4 separate regions of the Sus scrofa genome follow, and all the other regions are linked to region 1. The links are chromatin contacts, called in public Hi-C maps. All regions are on one chromosome and are shown on one strand. Each heading gives the region's core, a stretch centred on a gene start, on an enhancer-like site or on the middle of the called end of the contact. The rest is flanking DNA. Distances are from core to core; before and after follow the strand shown.

What was found. A called contact is a pair of places that touch in the nucleus more often than the background predicts.
Region 2: a Hi-C map of retroperitoneal adipose tissue shows a contact between it and region 1, with 1.8 times the contacts expected there. The contact joins the enhancer-like site here to the promoter of INHBA in region 1. A contact is called at or near these places in 3 of 5 promoter capture datasets (fetal liver, fetal skeletal muscle and liver), 7 of 47 Hi-C or Micro-C datasets (embryonic fibroblasts, epiblast stem cells, fetal heart ventricle and 2 more) and 2 of 2 datasets of contacts at active chromatin or transcription factors (alveolar macrophages and skeletal muscle).
Region 3: a Hi-C map of embryonic fibroblasts shows a contact between it and region 1, with 2.9 times the contacts expected there. The contact joins the enhancer-like site here to the promoter of INHBA in region 1. A contact is called at or near these places in 3 of 5 promoter capture datasets (fetal liver, fetal skeletal muscle and liver) and 3 of 47 Hi-C or Micro-C datasets (embryonic fibroblasts, fetal heart ventricle and fibroblasts).
Region 4: a contact with region 1 is called in a Hi-C map of embryonic fibroblasts, with 3 times the contacts expected there. The contact joins the enhancer-like site here to the promoter of INHBA in region 1. A contact is called at or near these places in 5 of 5 promoter capture datasets (fetal liver, fetal skeletal muscle, liver and 1 more), 17 of 47 Hi-C or Micro-C datasets (brain, embryonic fibroblasts, fetal heart ventricle and 9 more) and 1 of 2 datasets of contacts at active chromatin or transcription factors (alveolar macrophages).

Annotation. Positions count from the first base shown.
Region 1 is chr18:52,888,417-52,891,116 of Sscrofa11.1, forward strand. It overlaps INHBA (inhibin beta A subunit), which reads left to right and starts at 1,268. Exons shown (of 6, transcript NM_214028.1-2): 1 at 1,268-1,688. The coding sequence starts at 1,301.
Region 2 is chr18:53,726,679-53,729,378 of Sscrofa11.1, forward strand. All of the region lies in intron 13 of SUGCT (succinate--hydroxymethylglutarate CoA-transferase), which reads right to left. Among named protein-coding and RNA genes, the nearest start is that of SUGCT, 560 kb to the right of the region's middle. Within about 2 kb of position 1,268, at least 6 of the 83 cell types and tissues checked have an H3K27ac peak or open chromatin away from gene starts, as enhancers often do. A contact at or near this core is called in fetal skeletal muscle, retroperitoneal adipose tissue and skeletal muscle, where this site is marked.
Region 3 is chr18:53,870,062-53,872,761 of Sscrofa11.1, forward strand. All of the region lies in intron 12 of SUGCT (succinate--hydroxymethylglutarate CoA-transferase), which reads right to left. Among named protein-coding and RNA genes, the nearest start is that of SUGCT, 410 kb to the right of the region's middle. Within about 2 kb of position 1,345, at least 17 of the 83 cell types and tissues checked have an H3K27ac peak or open chromatin away from gene starts, as enhancers often do. A contact at or near this core is called in embryonic fibroblasts, where this site is marked.
Region 4 is chr18:53,557,262-53,559,961 of Sscrofa11.1, forward strand. No RefSeq gene overlaps it. Among named protein-coding and RNA genes, the nearest start is that of INHBA, 670 kb to the left of the region's middle. Within about 2 kb of position 1,385, at least 12 of the 83 cell types and tissues checked have an H3K27ac peak or open chromatin away from gene starts, as enhancers often do. A contact at or near this core is called in embryonic fibroblasts, where this site is marked.

The DNA.
Region 1 (2,700 bases), core at 18-2,517:
AAAGGCCAACTGACTTGTGCGTTTTATCTGTGCAGTCAGTCAGGGCCAGCGGTGGTAAGCTGTCATCTGTGCGTGTGTGTGCAGGGCAGAAGGGGCACGGCTAAGAGAGGGTGCAGAGCTGCACATGACAGGAGCGTGGACCACGCTGCCTGCCAGCCCGCCTGCCTGTGGATCTTCCAATGCCCGGCTGCATTTTTGCATTTGGGGAAAAGTAGAGTCTGTGACATGACCCCAAACAAAAGTTCTCTGATCTCTGATCGCCCGCCAGCGTGGACGGCCCTGAACACTGAACTATGAATGAAGGGCGGGGGAGGGGGGCGGGGGGGGGCGCTCTGCAGGATTCCCTCAGCCCAGGAGGATGGGCTGGCCCCTCTTCCCAAGCCCTCCATCACCTGTCCGCCCCCTCCGGGGACCCTGAACCCCACCTTCCCGCCGGGGGTGTCCGAACCCCTGAGTCGGTGGCTCGGCAGGTGGAGGGGCGCTGGGCCAGGCTGGTTCCGGCGGGTCCTCTCGGTGGATTGATTGAGATAGGGCGTCTGTGTCTGGGCTTTGCTTCCCCCCCCCCCCGCCAAAAAAAAAAAAAAAAAAAAGAGGAAGAAGGTGAAGCAAGGGGACTGGGCAGAGAAAGCAAGGGAGGGAAAGGAGAAGTGGCCCAAAATCAGGAGCGTTTCCTCGCGGAGGGGAAGCAGACCTCGGGCGGCGGGTGGTGTGTGCAGAGAGGTGTGTGCGAGGGAGCCGCGAGCAGCAGGCGAGCAGCCCGTCAGAGCGGGCGGTCCCTCCCCTTCCTAATCTCAGCCTTTACTCGCAGCGCGGCTCCCTCCCTCTCCCATTCACTCACTCACTCGGGGCCAATCGCTCCCTCTCTCCCCCTCTCCCCCCCCCTCCCTCCCCGTCTCTCTTCCCTCCCATCCTCTCTCTGTCTCTGTCTCCCCCCCCCCGTCTCTCCCCCCTCCCTCCCTCCCTCCCTCCCTCTCTCTTACTCTCCTCCCTGACAGCCACAAACCTACAGCCCCGACTGCATCCAGAGAGGGAACCTGCAAACAAACTTCACAGCAAACTTTTTGTTCTTGTTCCAGAGAATTGACTGAAGAGGAGACAGGAAACAAACAAACAAAAACAAACAAACAAACCAACCAAAACACACACACACACACCAAAACCCCAAAAAGGAAAGAGAGAGAGAAAAAAAAAAAAGCAAAAAAAAAAAAAAAAAAAAAAAAAAAAAAAAAAAACCCGTGCGTGAGGGGGAGGAAGAGCGGAGCCTTTTAAAAGGGCCGTCACCACAACTTTGGCTGCCAGGATGCCCTTGCTTTGGCTGAGAGGATTTTTGTTGGCGAGTTGCTGGATTATAGTGAGGAGTTCCCCCACCCCAGGATCCGGGGGGCACAGCGCAGCCCCGGACTGCCCGTCCTGTGCGCTGGCCACCCTCCCAAAGGATGTACCCAACTCTCAGCCGGAGATGGTGGAAGCCGTCAAGAAGCACATTTTAAACATGCTGCACTTGAAGAAGAGACCCGATGTCACCCAGCCGGTACCCAAGGCGGCGCTTCTGAACGCGATCAGAAAGCTTCATGTGGGCAAAGTGGGGGAGAACGGGTACGTGGAGCTGGAGGACGACATCGGGAGGAGGGCGGAAATGAATGAACTCATGGAGCAGACCTCGGAGATCATCACCTTCGCGGAAGCAGGTGGGTGCTGGCCTGGGGGGCGGGGTGGGGGGCACGGGTCTCCGACCGCGCGGGGGGAACCTGCCGCCCTCCAGCTGCACCCGCCCGGGAAGGTCGTGCGTTCGCCGGGCGCGGGAGCGGGCCGGCCGGGGGGCGACCAGGGGCGGACCGGGAGGGAACCTCCCGGAGCCGGGAGCCCAGGCAGAGCCCCGGCCGGCGGCGGCAGGGAGGGGGTCGGCGTACACTTGCTCCGCTCGGCCGGTCGCGCCGAGGAAGCGCTCGGCCGATCCCGGAGCAGGAAGCCGGCGGGAGAGAGGCTCCCTTGCCCTGCCCGGGAGAGCAGAGCAGGGCGGCGAGAGGAAAGCCGGGCAGTTTCGGGGGGCTGGGGGGGGCGGGAGGCTTCCGGACCCCATCCGAAGTTTCTACCCGGGGGCGGGGGAGGGGGCGGCGAGCGCGGGATTGGGGTGGAAGGGCACGGAGGAAGTCCTTGTCGCCCAAGCAGCCCTTTTTCTTTAAAAGTCCAATCAGGGGCCACCTTCCAGAAGCGGGGCATCTGCATTAGTGACAGTCGTGTTTACCTTTGGCAACTCGGCTTCGAAGGAGCACAGGCATCACGTTTTAGGCAGGGACGAGCGAGAGCGACGTGGGGGTGGGGGTGGGGGTGGGGGTGGGGGCACATGACATTGAACCGGCAGGCAGTTGCTTTTTGGAACACTGACTTTTGCTCTCGGAACCAAAAAAAAAAAAAAAAAAAAAAAGGAAAAGAAAGAGTTTTGTTCTCTGTAAAGTTACTAAGAGCTCTCTGCCAAGGAATGCAACCTTGACAAAGTGCTCCAGATACTACACGGAGCTCTCACTCAATCCTTAAGAGGAAGAACTTTAATAAATAGATTCTAATCGTTGGCTCAGGACCACACGAACCTGTTGCTGAAGAAAAAAATACCTGTCAAGCGGGAGGGCTGGAGACCCGGGGCCAGGTCATTTTTACAGTTATGTGACCCGGATCCTTTTGCCTGCCTACAAGCTGGGCAAG
Region 2 (2,700 bases), core at 18-2,517, 840 kb after region 1:
TGCCCAAAGTGGAGGATCCAGACCATTTCATAAACTGTTCAAATAAGTGCATCCGCTCTATTTTTTTCACTCATGAATTCCAGTTTTCTGCCCTCTTATTTGCCTGCCTTCAGTCTTCTTTGTTATTAGTTCCCATGCCCTTTTAAAGAAAGCCAATGGAAACCAATGATACAGAGGAGTCAAATTTGCTTTTCTATTGGTTTGAAAATCTCTGACCCTAAACTTAATTTTTCTTTTGGCTCAAATGCTCACAGAGACGAGGCGAAGCTTTACAAGTAAGTTGGTTGATTTTTCTTTTTCTTTTTGTGGCTGCATCTTTGGCACCTGGAAGTTCTCAGGCTAGGGGTCCATTCAGAGCTGTAGCTGCCTGCCAACGCCACAACCACAGCAACGCTAGATCTGAGCCGCATCAGCAATCTATGCTGCAGCTTGCAGCAACGCCAGATCCTTAACCCACTGAGAGAGGCCAGGGATCAAACCCACATCCTCATGGATACTAGTCGGGTTCTTAACCCCCTGAGCCACAATGGGAACTCCTGGTTGATTTTTATTTCCGGGGAAACACACAAGTTTTGTTTTCCTTGTTCAAACATCCTGCCCTGAAAGTATCAGTCACTGCCTCTGGGTCCCAGGCAGAGGATTTAGGGGATGGCCAAGCAAAGAGCCCACGAACCAGCTTCAGGCAAAGGCTGGTGTGGTTTTGTTTTTTAATGAAAAGACCCCCTTTTCATAGACAAGTGCTGGTATTTCAACCAGAATGGCTTCCTTTGGTTTGTAGTCCCTATGGCTCTGATTGAAGACCAGTGTGTTTAAATGACGCTTTTTTTTTTTTTTTTTCCCCAAACTGGAACACTTCACAATTCAAGATGTAGGAAAATAGGCTAGGAAGAGAACTGTAATTCTGTGTCCTGGAATTCACTGCAGATGAGGGGATATTAACGGACGACGGTTAGATTCAAAAAGCCAAATATGGAGGAAGCTGTCACTTGTGCCTCCTGAGGACTCAGGGACCCTACTGCTACACGCAGGCAAAGGAGACTAAGAAACAAGTCAGTGGCATTCTCATCATAACTTGAGCCACCCTGAGCACCAAGAGCCTCTACAACTGGGATTAAGAGGGAAGGATGAGCCTGCGGCCCAACTGGGAGACGTCTCTCCTGAGACGAAAAGGTGCTGCCACAGCCTGCAGTGCGCTTCGGGGAGCTGGTGTCAGGGCCAGCTCCAGCCTCACTCGGGTCCAAGAAGCCGACAGCTCACCTTGGCTATCAGGCCGCAGAGGGAGGAAACTGGGCTGGCGTTACCTCCAAGGGAAGTGTCGACAGCGTAGACGCCTTTCCCGGTTCAATTCCGTGAAACGGCTCCAATTAAGTTTCATTTAAAAAAATACAATCTCCAGGATTACGTTGTTTTGTTTTTAAAGTCTACTCCACCCTACTCGTGAATGATTCCAGAAGAATTGTTTTAAGTAACCTTCCTTTTTTTTTAAGTAACCTTCCTGTCAGATCTGGTTTTTCCATCAGTCCTAATATACCATTTATATTTTTTTTAAGAAAAGAATAAAGCAGTATAAAGAGAGCCAAACAAGAAGATATATATCATCTCTGCTCAGGTCCTGCTATGGAACCGAATTCCTGAAGTTTGAACTGCGTTCCATGAATGTAAAAGACATATGCAGACTCTCCTGATGGCTAAAAAAGGCCAATGAGGTAACAGTAACACCGACGGCTGTTTGTCTCAAACGTCCTATAAATAGGAATGTGGAAATTAATTTTTTTTTCAATCTACCTTCTCTCTATTGACGAATCTTTAGGGGTAAGCTGAGCTACGTTGTTTAGTAGGGAAAGGTTCACATTTGGCTTGTCGTTTCCATGTTTGTAATTTGGGGACTTCTTTCTGAAATGAAAGGGACACCAAGGTGCATACTCCCTAAATTTCCCATCACTCATGAATGCAGGATGACACGTGGGCGGGGGGGGGTTGCATCTTCTAATCCTGCCTCCTGGATTTATCTCCCCCTGCTGTGTGTGAGCTGCAGGACACTTGGAAAGAGGGCTTGCCGAGGCCTGCTCTTGTAACAGCTGGTGGCTTTGGCATTTTCATATAAACACGCAAGCCGAAGAGAAATTTCTGCTTCATAATTGGCCCCGTTTCCCCCTCCCTAGAACATTCCACAATGCCACCGACAATGAAGTGCTCAGCGAGGAGGAATCATTTCTGTTTACGTGAAAATAGATCTGAACTCTGTGAGGCAAGGGAAGAAAGAATACAAAGCTTCAAAAGACCCACAAAGAGACGTTATAATCAAGTCTGGATGCTGTTTCTGAGATCTGACAGAGCTCCTCCACGCTGGCGGCTGGACCCCAAGGCTGAGTCTTCCAGCCCTGCCTGCTCCCCCGCTCCCCCTGCTCCGGTGCCATGGCCTTGCCTGGGTTAAGCATGGGTAACGCTCTTCGTGAGCATCCACTCTCCCACCCAGGAAAACCATCTCTCTCTCAAGGGATGCTTCGGAGACACAAGGCCACTGGTCTCGGATTCCTAAGAGCGATGACCAGAAGTGCCTTCAGGAGGCAGCACAGCCTCACAGGAAGAGAGCAGGAATGTCTGAGTTGCATTGGATGCAACTTCTGGGTCTGCCACTTACTGGTGGTGTGACCTTGGCTGGGTTATTTCATCCCTCTGAGGCTCAGTCTGCTCATCTGT
Region 3 (2,700 bases), core at 95-2,594, 980 kb after region 1:
CTGGTTAGTGTCCTTCCACGACTCCCCATCGCCGCTGGATAAAATCCAATCTGCTTAACGTGCTAGATGAGGCCCTTCGCAAGCTGGCTGTAGACTACCGCTCTAGCCTCGTTCTGCTCCCCACTTCTCGGACTCCGTTCTCTCAAAAGGCTCTGCCGCCTTTCTTTCTTTCCTTCCTTCCTTCCTTCCTTTCTTTCGTCCTTTTTTGTCTTTTGAGGGCCGCACCCACAGCATATGGAGGTTCCCAGGCTAGGGGTCGAATCAGAGCTACAACTGCCAGCTACACCACAGCCACAGCAACGCCAGATCCGAGCCACGTTTGCCACCTACACCACAGCTCAGGGCAACACCAGATCCTTAACCCACTGAGCAAGGCCAGGGATGGAACCTGCAACCTCATGGTTCCTAGTCGGATTCGTTTCCACTGCGCCACGAGGGAACTCCAGACTCTGCCCTTCCTGAGTCACGCATATACCATCCCTTCTTTCCACCACCTCCCATCTGCTATGCCCCCCTTTGTCCAACAGGCAAACACACACACCTCTCAGCGGGTACCTCTCCCACCCGAGAAAGTAAATCTTAATGTCTGCCCCTCTGTATCCCGACCCTTCTGTTTCCCAAACAACTTGTCCCTTTTTGTATGAATGCCCTTTCATGTCGAATCTGAAAGTCCCCCTCTAGTCTGAACTAGATCCTAGGTGTCTCTTCTGTCCTCCATCTCCTAACGCTCTACATAGCCCTGCACTGTGCCTGGTACATATGGTGTTTGTTGAATGACCAGTAAATAAATAAATAAATAATAAACACACGCATGAAATTCAAATAAAAATTTCAGCCCTGAAAGTGAAACATGAATATTAGAAAGCACTATATTAAATGTAAGGAAAAGTGTTCAAATACGTCAAAAATCGTCTGTGCCCCCCACCCCCAAGGTGACATTTGTTAATAAATAGAAGGTGTGAGTTAATGGGTGATTCCTCTTGTGATTCCATGTGCTCTGAACACAAAGATCTACAACTACGGTGTGCAGTCCCGTTGAACGGAGTGCCGACAGAACAGGACCAAAGCCACACCGGGCACAGAGAGGAAGTGGGTGAGGGCGAAGGTGACGGGAGTGAGCATCACATGAGTTCTTCTTTGTTTCTGCCCAGATGAGACTTGAAGTTAATGCCAAACAAACACGAGTCTCTGTGTGCATGACCGTCACCTGGCAGGAACAGGGCATCCCCGGGGAAGAAACCCTCCCGGTGTTGGCAGAAGCTTGCGGGCCGGGCGCGGTGGGGCGGCCGCGTGTGTTGCTCTGCCCAGCAGAGGGCGCACAGCCCCCGACACCGAGCCGGGCGGGTCCAGGAAGCGGGCGGAGCAGGGATGAGGCTGTAAGGGACCAAAGCCTCTGCCTCCGGGTCAGCGCGCTCACCTCCTGCCCTCGCTGCCCCCTGGCACTCTGCTCTGGTCTTCCCACTCCTAGCGAAGGGTTCGTGAACTTCCAGATCTCAGGCGCACCGGTTTCAGAGCAAATGGGGAGAGGGCAGAGGAATGTCATAACTTCCTGGCAGAGGACCCTTTAACTCACTGCCCCGGGCATGACGGCTACAGAAAGCATCCCAACTGGTTCTATCGGACATTCGGATTCCTCCCCCCGAGAGTGAATAAGGGGTCGTACAGGGGGAGACTTTCCAAACGCCCCTCCCCCAACTTGAAGGATTTTCCCGCTTCAAGATTTACTTTAAATAGTTTAGGCATCGGAGGTGTAACACTAAGGTCAAGAGGCTATTAAAAGGTTGCTGGGGTGAACTCCTTCCCCTAAAGGCATGTTTGCATTTTATGAGGGGTAACTAGTCATCAAGGAGAAAAATCAGAAAAGTTCGGGGGATTCCTGTCATTTCCAGCAAGCAAGTGGCAAATCCTCAGGCCACTGCTGGGCTGTGAAGGATACTGGGGTTACTGTAAATACTGTCCAGGACGGGCTTGCTACTCCCAGTAAAGGAGAGAGAGTGCACTTAGAAATAACTGAAGTAGACGACAGAGAGAATGAAACATCTCAGAAGGGAAGGAACCAGGTCTAGGAGGTTTTCATGAGGCCACTATGGCCTGCTCCTGCTTCAGGGACTCAGGTGTGGGGTGGGTTGGTTGGTTTTTCCCCATGCCTGGAAGAAGCATATACCCATAGCTTGAGGCACACCTACAATTCAATCCTAAATTACAGCCGATAAAATCCAGGAAGAAAGGAGTTCTATCTCACTCAGCAAAGCTGGGCTAGGATTTTAAGGTGAAACCATGCTTGAAACCCTAAGTACTGTTATATGAAGAGGTCTTCAAACTAATGACATAAATTGACATTTTAGCTCCAGTACAAAACGGAACTAGTCGGAGTGCACAAGGCCAAGGGAACTGTTTCTAGTTTGATACACTAGATGCTTTAAAAGGAAACCTTTGAGGCAAAGGGCGGTTCTGGATTTGTCAGTACACTTTGGCCACTGGAATGGTTAGATCAGATGTTGCGTGGTGTTTTGCAGGCTTGGGCTCTCTACAGCAGAGCGGCTGTCATTCAGTACTTGGGGGAACGAGTGAAGTAACTGCAAGACGCCACATCGTGGAATTCTGTGTTAATGACCCACAATGCGAAGCCAGGGTTTTGTGTGGTGGACGTGATTATCTCCACAACCAACTCAACATTTTCAGAAAAGTGCTTTTAAGCAC
Region 4 (2,700 bases), core at 135-2,634, 670 kb after region 1:
AAATTACCTGGAAACGAGCAGAGTGAGAAAGGATATTTGGGGAGTTCCCGTCGTGGCTCAGTGGTTAACGAACCCAACTAGTATCCATGAGGACACAGGTGCGATCCCTGGCCTGGCTCAGTGGGTTAAGGATCTGGCACTGCCGTGAGCTGTGATGTAGGTCGCAGACATGGCTCTCAGATCCTGCGTTGCTGTGGCTGTCGCTGTGGCTGGCAGCTACAGCTCTGATTTGACCCCTAGCCTGGAAACTTCCATATGCTGCAGGTGTGGCCCTAAAACACAAAAAGAAAAACAAAAACCGGAACTTGTCCCAAGGTGATGCATTTGAGTAGACTTCTAGAACATACAACCTCACGCCGTTCTTGAGAAGCGAGTGTTAGTGAAGCGAGTTAGGAATGCCCAGGAGGTGGACAAAGGGAGGCAAAGGCAGATCGCAGTCCGCAGGGGTGTGTGCGGAGGGCAGTGTCAGGTCGACCACAGCCTGTCTGGTGGGACCACAGGTTAGAGTGTCTGGCAGGAAGGAGCAAGGCCAGGTCCATGTGGTGGATCCTCGGCGCAGTGAGGAGAATGGAGCGGCTGTCCGAGGGTGAGCAGAAGACCACTGCCGTGGCCCAGGGGAGAGATGGCAGGACCAGTGCCCTCGCAGTGAGCAGTGAAGGCTGGTGCGGATGAGCAGGAAGTCAGGTCAGCAGGACTCCAGGACAGATTGGATCCCGAGAGAGTGGGAGAGTCAGTTCTAAATAAGAAAAGTCACATGCTTGGGAAGTGCTGCCCTCGGGGCACAGACCTTGAACCGGGTGGAGACAGGCAGCCTAAGATAAAGGCTAGGAACCACACAAGGGTTGGGGCGCCAGCTTTTAATGGGGTGCCCGCTGTGTGGTTCAGGGACGGTGCAGCCCGGAGTTGTTCAGCTGGAGGGCACGTCCGCAGAAGGTGAGGTGGAAAGGTCCTGTCTGTCACCCTCACTTTGACTCTGTGCTTTGCTCATCACAGTGACAGTTGGGAGTAGTATGTTCCCAGCTCAATTGGTTTTTTGCAAATCCCCAGTCATCTGAGGATTGATTACAGGTGGCTATAAACTAAGACATGAAGTAGAATGGCTTGGCCTCCCCTTGCTCTTTTTCTCAGCAAACCAGGGGCCTGGAAATCTTGAGGTTGCCTCGGGAAATGTGACACACTCTAAATGAGGAGCTGAAGGAAGGTGGAACATTTAAATTAACCTCCAGTGGAAACCCCAACCCACTTGTTATGGTCATTCTTGGCACAAAGGGCCTCCCATATTGGCAAAAGTCCAGAAACACAAAAATGGCAAAGTTGTAGGACAGAGAGCTGGCATGGACCAGCGGTGATTTCCCCGTCCCTCTGACTCCCCTGCCTCGGAATTCTGTCTAGACTTGGCTTCAAGGCACATTCCTCCAGCCTTCAGTAGGCAGAGGTGTCCGGCTCTCACAATATGCACATGATTTAAAAAGAACTAGGAACAGGCTCTCAACAAACCACTGCTTTCTGAAGGTCAAATCTCACGGCTCCAACTGTGACCGGGAAACACAAACATATTCCAGATCACACAGCCCGCAGGTGCAGATTGGAGCACTGCGGATTTCATGTGCAGACGGGCGCGGTCCTTTCTTCGAGCCTCCAGATGCACAGGGAATGTTTTATGTACAGGAAGACAGAGGCTACACAGGGACAGCTGGGCTTCAGAGGAAAAAATTATGGACATGTAGTTAACTCTACCACAAATCCCCACATTCAAGCCACCAACATAGGGAGGAGAAAGGAAGCATCCAGGGGATTTCACCACGCATGCATTCCAGAAATGCTGAGTGCTTACTGTATGTCAGACATTTTCCAAAGATATTTTCCAGCCCGTGACAGAACTGCTCACACTAGAGAAATTTGTTTCTTGCCACTTAGAAATCACTGCGCAACTCAGGGAGCTAGAAAATCACATGATGTCTGCCTCTGATTTATGATGTCACCAGGAAAGTGATTTGATGACTTTCTTTTTATCTAACTGACCTAGTCCCTTTTCATAAATGCCCTGGATAGAAAAATGCCCTGACAAGGGAATTTCGCAAAGGAAGCACCTGCCTGAAGGAGGCTGGGACATGTTTAACTTGAAGTGCAGGTGTTGGTCCCTCCTGTGCCCGATGCATAATTGCCAGGAGGCTGTTGCCATGGAGAGTCGTGGGTCTTCAAATTCTGAAATAGAAGTGCAGACAGTTCTGAGTGATGTTTGCAGTGATGATGATGCCGGTAGGATAGGCGAAGCGAACTACCGAAGGAGGTAAGAAGAATGAGAAAAAAGCACAAGAATAATCTAGAATGCTAAGTGTTGAAGGACAGAGGTACCAGAGGATGATTCGTTGAGAGAGATGTTTACGGGGCACCACTTATTCTCAGGCCCTGTGAGGTGGTGGAGATAGAGTCGTGAAGAAAGAAGTCAGACTCGCGTGGAACTTCCATTACAGCGATGCGAGAGAGCACACGAAACAAAACAGAGAATGTCAGCGCCGATGTGTGTACACATCCAGGCGTGGGGGTTAATTTGCTTAGCGGATGTCTCGGAAAGATAATCGATAATATTTAGACTCCAGTGGCCGAGGGGAAAGTCATGCTTCAGGCACACAGAGCCGATTCTTTGACTTTCTCACCACTTCTCTAGCCCCGGGCCCACCACTTTCAGCCTCCTCAGTC